2 separate regions of the Sus scrofa genome follow, and region 1 is linked to region 2. A link is a contact called in public Hi-C data. All regions are on one chromosome and are shown on one strand. Each heading gives the region's core, a stretch centred on a gene start, on an enhancer-like site or on the middle of the called end of the contact. The rest is flanking DNA. Distances are from core to core; before and after follow the strand shown.

Evidence for each region. A called contact is a pair of places that touch in the nucleus more often than the background predicts.
Region 1: a Hi-C map of heart right ventricle shows a contact between it and region 2, with 2.6 times the contacts expected there. The contact joins two enhancer-like sites. A contact is called at or near these places in 2 of 47 Hi-C or Micro-C datasets (embryonic fibroblasts and heart right ventricle).

The regions. Positions count from the first base shown.
Region 1 is chr6:2,446,726-2,451,839 of Sscrofa11.1, reverse strand. It overlaps LOC106510452 (a long non-coding RNA gene), which reads right to left. Exons shown (of 7, transcript XR_002344453.1): 2 at 1,043-5,114; 3 at 443-536. Among named protein-coding and RNA genes, the nearest start is that of FOXL1, 96 kb to the left of the region's middle. Within about 2 kb of position 3,694, at least 3 of the 83 cell types and tissues checked have an H3K27ac peak or open chromatin away from gene starts, as enhancers often do.
Region 2 is chr6:2,035,019-2,040,433 of Sscrofa11.1, reverse strand. It overlaps the pseudogene LOC100511081. Among named protein-coding and RNA genes, the nearest start is that of C6H16orf95, 41 kb to the right of the region's middle. Within about 2 kb of position 1,908, at least 13 of the 83 cell types and tissues checked have an H3K27ac peak or open chromatin away from gene starts, as enhancers often do.

The DNA.
Region 1 (5,114 bases), core at 2,445-4,944, 410 kb before region 2:
AGGAAGAGGGTGGCGTTCTTCCTTTGGTCCCAAGCGAACCCCAACTCACGATGCTATTCTTTAAACCTCTAAAAGCGAAGTTAGGGAGTTCCCCTTGTGGCTCAGCAATAATGAACCCAACTCGTATCCAGGAAGACGCGGGTTCGATCCCTGGCCTTGCTCAGTGGGTTAAGGATCCGGCATTGCCGTGAGCTGTGGTGTAGGTCGCAGACATGGCTCGGATCCTGTGTTGCCATGGCTGTGGTGTGGGCCGGCAGCTGTAGCTCTGATTTTCTGATTTGACCCCTAGCCTGGGAACCTCCATGTGCCGCAGAAGCAGCCCTAAAGGAACCACCCGGCAAAAAGCAAAGTTAAACATACAGATGACAATACGGATAACCATGTGATCTGACGACCCTCCTAGAAGTGGGTCAGTGGGGGGATTTAAGTCACCCCCCCTTACCTAAGGCGCCCTGCCCGAGTCCGAAGTCTCGGTCAACCGTGTCTCTTGAGCAGATGATGAGAAAGGCAGTGGTCTGGTTCTGAGGTGTCGAAACCTGGGTGAGATGGAAAGACAGGCTTTACCCAGTCGCCGTGGGGCTGCGGTGTGCAGTGCGTGAAAGTCGGCGTGAGACCACAGGGCCCCTGCGCTCTGGGTAAGTACCCGCTCTCCATCTCCGCCTGTGTGCCCCGCCCCGCGAGCCGCGCCCCACTCACACGTCCTCCAATCTGTCAGCCCCTGTGGGGCCTACGGTGACACCACGGGAGGGTGGCTGCGGTGATTCAAACCGACACTAACACCGGGTCTGGCGAACCCAGCGAACGGCCGTGAGGGTGCAGCCCCTTCTGGACTTGCAGGCTCTGCGCAGCCGCTTGTTCCCCGCGGCCCCACCAGCCGCTCACCTCCGCCCCGCCCCCTGACCGCGTTGTTTTCTCCGAGGGCGCCCCTTGGACACCGCACCCCTTTCTTTTCTTCTGGCGTGCGGACCTCAGACGGATCGAAGAGGAGCACGGAAATTCTCAGGGTGCCCTTCTCCTAGATTCCCCAGGTATGAGTAGTTACCTGATTTGCTGTTCCCTTCTCCCTGCTACACACGCACGCACGCACACACGCACGCACACACGCACGCGCGCGCACGCGCACACGCAGAGGCAGATGCAGACAAGATCCGCCTTTCCCTTAACGGCATCACGTACATTTCCTAAAAACGAGGGGTTCCCTTTGGAACCACAGCACAAGGATCAAAATCAGGGAAGCACAATCGCCCCGCCGCCCTGGGCTGCTCCATGGACCGTACTCAGAGCTCTCCAGCTGCCCCAAGACAGCTCTTGCTTTTCCTGCAAGTAGGTGAGTCGACAGCGGCCGTGCACCGGCTACACCTGGATCCAGCCCCCGCGGCTTCTCTGTTCAGCCCCTGCGCTCGGCCTCATCTTGCGTCAGGTTGAAGTAATACTCCGGTGACTGGCCAGCAGGGCAGGTGTTTCAGAGCTACGCATCAACAAGGCCGGCTTTGATTTTGCGATGGAACTTCTAAACCTGACTGTGTGTGTCAGCCGTGGGAGCAAGGGCACCCCCGCATGTGAGCACAGACTCACAGAGGCACGGCTGTGTTCGGGCAGGGGTGCTGGTCTCGTACTCATATGCCCTTCTGGCTGACCTTGGGACAGTAAACGCAGCCCCCTCGGGCGCTTTCCTCATCACCGGTTGACCTTCAGGAAAGACCACTGTTCTTTAGCGGGATGTATTTTGTTTGTCTACGGACAGTCTAAGTCCACAGATGTACTGAGGGGACTGTGTGTGTGTGTGCCCCTACGAGCATGCCTGTGTGTGCACAGGGAGGGATGGAAGGGCCCAGCTCTGCCTCTCTGCCTCCCCCACTCCCACCAGCCTGGGCTCTGTCCGCAGGCCAGCTCCCGGGGGCGGCAGGATGGCTGCAGGTGGCACCTGGGAAACCTGCTTTCCTGTTGGCTCCTAGGCGAGGGAGCCCCACTTGCACGGCAATCAGCCCTTCCTCTATCTGATGGGACACCACACTGGTAGGCGCCCACCCCCACCGCAGCAACAGCTGCCAGGGAACTGCCAAGAGCTGACCGGCTGAAGCCTTGGTCCCAAATCATGGGCCAGGGGTAGGGTCCCCTAATTAGGCCTCATCCCTGAGATGTGAGAGCCCCAGCACCTGCCAGTCACCTGGGGAGAGGGTAGAAAGTCGAAAAAAATTACTGCTCTTGCAGGGACCAGGAAGCTAGTGCGGATGCTGGCACAGCAATCAGCAGTGACCACGATTCCCATTTCACAGATGGACAAATGGAGGCCGGGGAGGATTACACTTGCCTGATGTTGCAGCCGGCCAGGCAAGCATTTGAAACCAGGTCTGTTTTGGCTTCAAAGTCCGTGAGTTTTCCATCATATCCTCTGATCCCTCCTTGTCGACTGAGGACAGCTGGGCCAGACAACATCGCAGGCTGCCAATTATCCAACCTACGACAAGGTGTTTACAGCAAAGATGCCCAGGGGGCACTCTTCACGACAGCCAAGAGGGGGAGGCAAGTCAAGTGCCGTCCGTGGCTGACCGGAGACGCACCGTATGGTCCGTCCACACATCCGCGCAGCGGGTATTACTCAGCTTCGCAAGGAATGAAGCACCGACACGGGCCCAACCTGGATAAACTCTGAAGACGTTAAGCTACGTGGAGCGAGGACTCAAATTTGTAAAGACAGAAAGTAAAACGGGGGGTGGGGGTGTCAGGAACTGGGGGAAGAGACTGTGTTTAGTGGGGACAGAGGGTCCCCTGGGAAGATGAAAAAGTTCCAGAGAAGGTCTAGGTCTAACCGCAATGTGACTTAATGCCGCAGAACTGTGCGGTTAAATCAGTGAGGTTTAAATCAGGTATATGTTGCCGTGATTTTAGAAAACTACGCGGTATCTTTAAAAGCCGCATTCAGGGGAAGGCAGCATGCTAATCCCTTGCGTGAAGCAGTTTTGCGGAAGCAGGGACAGCTGCCACTCCTCTGGTCCCTCTAAACCCTCCTGACTTCACTGCCCCCCCCGCACCCCTCCCGCCCCCGTCAGCCGTCCCGAGGCTCCTGAAGAGCGAGCAGCAGCGAGGTCTCAAAGCGTGAGCAGCAGCTTGCAAACGTTCCTCCCGTCGCACTCGTGGGCCTGACGTTGGAAATGAATGGTTTCCCGTTGTACCACTGACCCCTGTTGTGTGTTCTATTAATACCACATGTTACTATTCACGGCCACAGTTTCAGAGGAGCCTGGCCTTGTGCGTCCTCTGCCATCCCGCCTGGCATCAGCACAGCCCACGTGGGCGCAGAAGCCCAGGGCCTCCTCCACCCAGCGTGGTTCTGCCTCTCGTCCCGACCAGAAGGCAGGCGTGGGCAGGACGCAAGTCGTCAGGGGAAAGGTGGGTTTTATCAGCGCCACAAGACCCAGCGAAGCGGGCCCATGCTTTGTCAAACGTGCATTTGGCAAATGATTCCCTGTGGGCTGCAGAAATCCAGATGGAGGAAGTCTTCTAAGTGCGACGTCAGAATGGTACATCTGCTGAGCCCAACAAGTGCACGGGGCCAAGGGGAAGGAGTGGGTTGTCCACAAAATCTTAGAGCACGGATGTGGTTCTGGTGGCTCGTCCAAGAGAAGACAAAGGCCCAGTGTCCACACCCCCTGCGGGGCTGGGGCGTGGTTAGAGCTGGGGGAAGTCTAAGCCTCACCCAGAAGGGCTCTCAGTCTCACAGGCAGGAGACAGAGGCACGGGCAGGTGGGCAAGGTCAGTGGCCCAGGGCTGCCCAAGGCTGGACTTTGGCCCTGGGGCTCTGTGGCCTCGGCCCAGTGTCCTCTGGCCTCACCAGGCTGGACCAGGCAAGCAGCCGCTGACAGCGCGGCTTCGCTCCTCAAGGCACTGCCATCTACCGCCTCGCTGCTCTCCCCTGTGGGCAGCAGTCTGGGGCCTGGGCTCAGATGGGAGCTTACCTGACACCACGCCTGGTGCATAGTCACGGTGAGTCACGGAGAGGCCAACAGAGCACGACTGGGTGTCCGTGAGGGCTCCGCGGGGGCGCCGGGACAGGCCGGGTGGGAAGGACGGCGGTCCACAGAGGGCCTGCAGGAGCCCACTGCCGCATGCCCGCTGGGCGTCTCGTGGGGCTGAGACAGGGCTGGGACCGGAGGCTTGCCCCCTCGAGCTCTTTCGACGGCTCTGGTGGGTGCCTGCTCTGCTTTGACAGCGGTATTCAGAAGCCTGAAGCCGAGCAGGCCACTCTCACTTCCCCGGCCAGATCCCTCCTTCCCGCCGCCCGGCCATGTGCCTCGGGAGGCCACCTGCAGGGACGAGGCTCCCGTGCTTCCTGCTGGGCTCAGCCCGTGGGAGACGCTGGAAGCGGACTGGAGGGCAGGAGCAGAGAGGGGGAGGCTGGGGTGCTTCCGTCCTGCCCCTCCTGCCTGGCTGATGCTCGCCCGGCCCTTTCCCCCGCCCCTCCCAGCCAGGGGGCACTGGCTCCCACCCTGTCCGTCCCTGGACGCTTCCCCGTCCTTGTCAGTGCCCGGAACCCCGCCCTCGCTCCAGAAACACCCCGATACCTTCCTCCGTGAGCTCTGGGGGAGGCTGCTTTCCTGTCGAGACCATGCTGGGCAGAGGGGTGATCATCAGACCACAGGAGCGGTGACGTCTAGACTCAAGGCAAAGATAGCACATGTCTGCACAGTTGGGGACCCCCTCGAGAGCCCACCTCAAAGGCACGAATGTTACGGAAAAGTGACCCGGAGGCCTGGGCTGCTGCTGCAGGGTGGGGAAGTCTGCAGACACGGGAGCTTGTCTGGGGCCCAGCGGCTCCGCTCCCACCGAGGCGGAAGGGCCTCTGAGGCCTGAGGCTGGTCTGGGAGCTCGCCTGGAGTCCAGTCACGACCCCCCCCGCCCCCTCCCTCCCTCTCCCCCCACTCCCTTTCCTCAGGAAGCACAGAGTCAAGAAAGCAGATGTAAACCCCATTCTGCAGCTTTTCACCCAATTCAGCAGTTATAACCTGTGCTCCTTGGACCCTGAGCTACTTCCAGGGCCTCTTCACGACATTTTGGAATGTTACAAAATCACGCGTGGGCAAAAAATCCATTCAAAGTTCAGGGTAGACCCATGG
Region 2 (5,415 bases), core at 659-3,158:
CAGTGCTGCTTTCTATGGAGTGGGCACAGGGTAAGTGCCTTATAGCCATCAATTCCCAACCCCAACAACCCACAGGCATCTGGACTTTTATCTCTACTTCTCAGATGAGGAAACTGAGGCTCAAAGTGCTCTCACCCAGGGACACAGAGAAGGGGGCACAGCTAGAGCCCACCTTCCTGATCACGTACAAAGACAGAATTAGGTTCTCAGCCTCACCTGCCTTTCCCACAGGATTTCCAGGCAAAACTAAAAAAAAAAAAAAAAAAATCTTCCCAAGTTGCTGTGGCTGTGGTGTAGGCCGGTAGCTGTACCTCCAATTCAACCCTGAGCCTGGGAACTCCCATATGCCATGGGTGAGGCCCTAAAAAGCAAAAAAAAAACAAAAACAGGAGTTCCCGTCGTGGCGCAGTGGTTAACGAATCCGACTAGGAACCATGAGGTTGCGGGTTCTATCCCTGCCCTTGCTCAGTGGGTTAACCATCCGGCGTTGCCATGAGCTGTGGTGTAGGTTGCAGATGCGGCTCGGATCCCGTGTTGCTGTGGCTCTGGCGTAGGCTGGCGGCTACAGCTCCGATTGGACCCCTAGCCTGGGAACCTCCATATGCCGAGGGAGCGGCCCAAGAAATAGCAACAACAACAACAACAACAAAAAAGACAAAAGACAAAAAAAAAAAAAAAAAAAAAACTCTGACCTCTAAGACAAGTCCTTACAGAAGCAGAACTCAAAATTCAGATACAGAACCTGATCGAAATTTTTAACTCATTTTCAGAATCTTTTTCTTCCAGAAAACTAGTCCAATTGCCCAAGATTTCCCCCATCTTAAAGTCAAACTAGGGAATAAAACCGAGATTGCGCTGCTCTCCTTCACCTCCCTGCCCATAAAATGTGTGACAGCGCCACCTACTGGCAAGCAAGCATAGGACTACGGGCTCCCAGCTTCGAGGTGTCCAGCGACCTGGCCCTGCAGAGATCTCTTGAGCAGTTTAGCCTCTTCAGTCCCATTCAGGAATAGACATGAGGTGTGGAAAGGAGGTTGGACTGGCCTCTGTGCACTCACTTATCTGCTGCAGGAGCTGCGATAATGGGACCTTTCAGAGCTGCCCAGCAGCATATTTCAAAAGTCAAGTACCGAACGGGCTGTGAGCCAGAGGGCACAGGGCTTCCTAAGACCAGGAGAGCAGTCCAGGGCAAGCTCTATGGGGAAGGACCAGGCTAAGGGAGCCCTGACCGACAGCCAAGTTGGGGGCCTGGGGAAGAAATCAAGGGCAGGAAGGCAGGTGCTCAGTGCCCAGTACAGGACCTGGCACAGGGGGAGCCCCAGGAAATACTTCAGGAAGTGAAAGGAGCTGAGTCAACCAGCACGCAGGCCTGCCTACTCTCAACCACAGCCGTGGGCATGCCGGGGGTACAGCCTGAACAAGGCAGGCAGGCTTCCCCTCCAGCCCAGCACACACTGGAGGGGGAGACACTGGAAATACACAAATAAATATATAGATAACAGTTCCACGTGGTTTGAAACAGAAGTTAAAGTCTCCAGGTAGGTTCCTCCACATTGCTCCCAATAAACACTGCTACAGGAGGAGCCAGGGTCACCCAGAGATGGAGGCCTCTTGAAACTTTCATTCATGTGTTCATTCAGTAAATATGGACGGAGTGTCTACACAATGCCAGGTACTGCAATAAGCACTCTGGTGCGTCAGCTCTGTCACCACAACCCCTATGAGGCAGAGGGAGAATCTGTATTTCATAGATTCAGAAATGTATTCCAGGGAGGTTAATTTATCCAAGGTCACACAGCTTCTCAGTAGCAGAAGCAGGATCTGAGCCGAGGTTCAACCCCAGGGGCGTGTACTATGTGTGCTGAGCCTCATGATGGCCTTTCATCCGGGAGATATTTACAGAGTTCCTGCCACAGGGCAGGCACTGAGCCAGGTCCTCGGAACACACCAGTGAGCAGAACAGAATGAGGGCCTTCCCTCAATTAGGAGCTGAGGCTGGGAAGACAGATGAGAAACAACTGAAGGAGAGAACAAGATGCAGGGGAAGGGGAGGCGAAGTGCCCAAGAACAGAGCAGGACACACCCGCTTTCAAACTTAGCCTTGACGTCCTCTTTCTGAGCCTGTTTCCTCAACTAAAAACAGAAATAAGATCAGGGCCAATGTGAAGATTAAATACCGGGAACCCAGGACATACCCCACACAGGACCTGTTTGTACCAGCAGCTCAGGAAGAAAGGCTGCCAGAGGCCTGCAGGGAGGGCGGCTGAGAGGGGCAGGAGCTTGGCGCTGTTTAAGAGTGCTCTGATGGCCATCCCGGGGACAGCCGGGTGGCCATGACAGGAGAGAAAGCCAACTAGCACATCAAACACCCTGTTGGTGACAGTGCAGAGGTCCTTGGGTATGTTATGTTTTTTTAAGGGGGAAGATTCTTGGGAGTTCCCGTCATGGCACAGCGGAAATAAATCTGACTAGGAACCATGAGGACTCAAGTTCGATCCCTGGCCTCGCTCAGTGGGTTAAGGATCTGGCGTTGCTGTGAGCTGTGGTGTAGGCTGGCGGCTACAGCTCCGATTGGACCCCTAGCCTGGGAACCTCCATATGCTGCTGCTGCGAGCATAAAAGGACAAAAGACAAAAAATAAATAAATAAGGGGAAGATTCTTTTTGTTTAAGACTTTTTATTTTTATAGTGTCAGACTAGCAAAAAAAAATTCAGAATAGTATAAAAAATCCCAGGTGCCCTTAAACTGGACACCTCCAGTGTCAACACCTTCCCACATCGGCCTTCTCATTTTCTCTTGCACACTTCTTCTCAGAGCCATTAGCGAGTAAGCTGCCGCACAGATGCGATGCCTTCAGCCTCTATGTACTTAACATGAGTGTCTTTAAAGAGGAATATTCTCTTTCCAACTACAGTTGGAAAGCATCTCAAAATAGAGAAATCAGCTTTGATATAATGTCACTAATCCACAGGCCTTACTTGGATTTCACCCACTGTCCCAAAAACATCCAAAGAAAAGCCCAGAACACACACTGCATTCCACTACCCTGTCCCTTTAGTCTCCTCTCACCTGGAACATTCCTCAGTCTGCCTGGGCTGTCTGGGGTCAGTTATTGTGCAGAATGTCCTTCAAATTAGGTTTGTCTGGAGTTCCCATTGTGGCTAAGTGCTTAATGAACCCAACTAGTACCCATGAGGACTGGGGTTCGATCCCTGGTCTCGCTCAGTGGGTTAGGCATCTGGCATCGCTGTGAGCTGTGGTGTAGGTGGATCTGGTGTTGCTGTAGCCAGAAGCATCAGCTCCAACTCAACCCCTAGCCTGGGAACTTTCATATCCCATGGGTGCAGCCTTAAAAAGACAAAAAAAAAGGGTTCGTCTGGTATTTTGTCATGTTCGGCATCAGGGTGTGCATTTCGGGTGGGAAACCCCGAAAGTGATATTGTGTCCTTCCCAAGGTGCTGTATCAGGAGACCTGGGAAGTCTACTTGTCCATTAATGATGAGGCTACTATTGATTAAGACAGTGTCTGCCAGATTTTTTCACTGTGAAGTTCATTCTTTACTCTTCATAATTAGTTTCTCATGGAGAGGTTATCTGAGACCACATAAATATTCCGTTACTCAAGAAACTTTCCCATTAACATCCAGTAATGATTCTTGCCTGAATCAATGACAACTACAATGGAATGGCCATCCAGTGGTGGCTTCCTTTTTTTTTTTTTTTTTAATTTTTTAGCTGCAGCATGCAGTGACTTGATATGGGATCTCAGTTCCCATACCAGGGACTGAACCTGGGCCTCAACAGTGTAAGTGCTGAGTCCTAACCCACCAGACCACCAGGAGACCATCCCAGTTGTGGCTTTTTTTTTTTTTTTTTTTTTTTTTTGTCTTTTTAGGGCTGCACCCATGGCATATGGAGGTTCCCAGGCTAGGAGCCGAATCAGAGCTGCAGCCACCAGCCTGCACCACAACCACAGCAATGCCAGATCTGAGCATATCTGCCACCTACACCCACTGCTCATGGCAACACCGGATCCTTAACCCACTAAGCAAGGCCAGGGATCGAACCCCCGTCCTCATGGACACTAATCGGGTTCGCTAACCTCCGGTTGTGGCATTCTAATCATTTCCCCTACCTTGATTCGTTGGTACTGCAGCACACCTTTTCTCAGAAACAGAATACCACCTAACATGGGAAATCAGTCTCCCTGCTTCCTTCCTGCCCCTAGCTGTTCTTCACAAAATAGTCAGAGAGATCCTTTGACAAGGAAATCAAAAGAGTGTTCATGTGCAAAAGAGTGAAGCTGGACCACTACCTACCTCACACCATACATAAAAACTAACTCCAAATGGATCAAGCAGCTCAATGTAAGAGCTAAACTCTAAGCTCTTAAGAGAAAACATGGGGGGTGGGTAGTTTCCACTGTGGCACAACAAGTTAAGATCTGGCATTGTCTCTGTGGCAGCACAGGGACAGTGGTGAAGAATTTGGTGTTGCCACAGCTGTGGCTCAGATTCAATCCCTGACCAGGGAAGTTCCATAGGCCCTGAGTATGGCCAAAAAAAAAAAGAAAAGAAAAGAAAGAAAACTAGGTTCCCTGGTACCCTAGTGGGTTAAGGACCCAGATTGCCACTGCTATGGCTTGGGTCTCTCCCTGCAGTGCAAGTTCAATCCCTGGCTCAGGAACTTCCATATGTCACAGAACAACAGAAAAGAAGGAAGGAAAGATGGATGGAAGGAAGGAACGCAACATGGGGCTAAACCTTCATGACAGTGGAATTTCCAATTGGATTCTCAGATGTGGTATCAAAAGGATAAGCAATAAAAGAAAATAGATAAACTGGACTTGATAAAAATTTTAAAGTTTCAAAATACACACTATCAAAAAGTAAACAGACAACCCTTTACCTAGCGGAGCAATAGGAAGAGGCCCTCTTCTGAATCACAGCCCAGGTGGGCATGGAACCATTCTTAGTTCAAGTCACCTCTCCACACACTCCCAAGAACCTTCTGTCCCTTCCACCTGACAGATCCAGCTTCTGCACCAAATGCCACTTACTGTACACACCTGACGCTTCTGCCCACCTCCTCCTCACCGGTCACGTCGACAGGGCCTCTCAAACTCTAATGCACATATAGGGCGCCGGGGTGGCTGGGCCAGCGGCAGCGGCACGAGGCGTGCACTCGGGTCCCGGTGGCGAGGAGAAGGAGGAGGAGGAGAAAGAGGATGAGGCGCGCCGAGGGGAAATGGCTGCCGGAAACAAGCCGGAAGAGCGTTTCCCAAAGTGTATTCTGCGGAGCTTGCACCTACTGTGCCCTCAACACCGTGCCGCCTCTGGAAGATGATCATGGGAATAGCAATAGTAGTCATGTAAAAATATTTTTACCGAAAAAGCTGCTTGAATGTCTGCCGA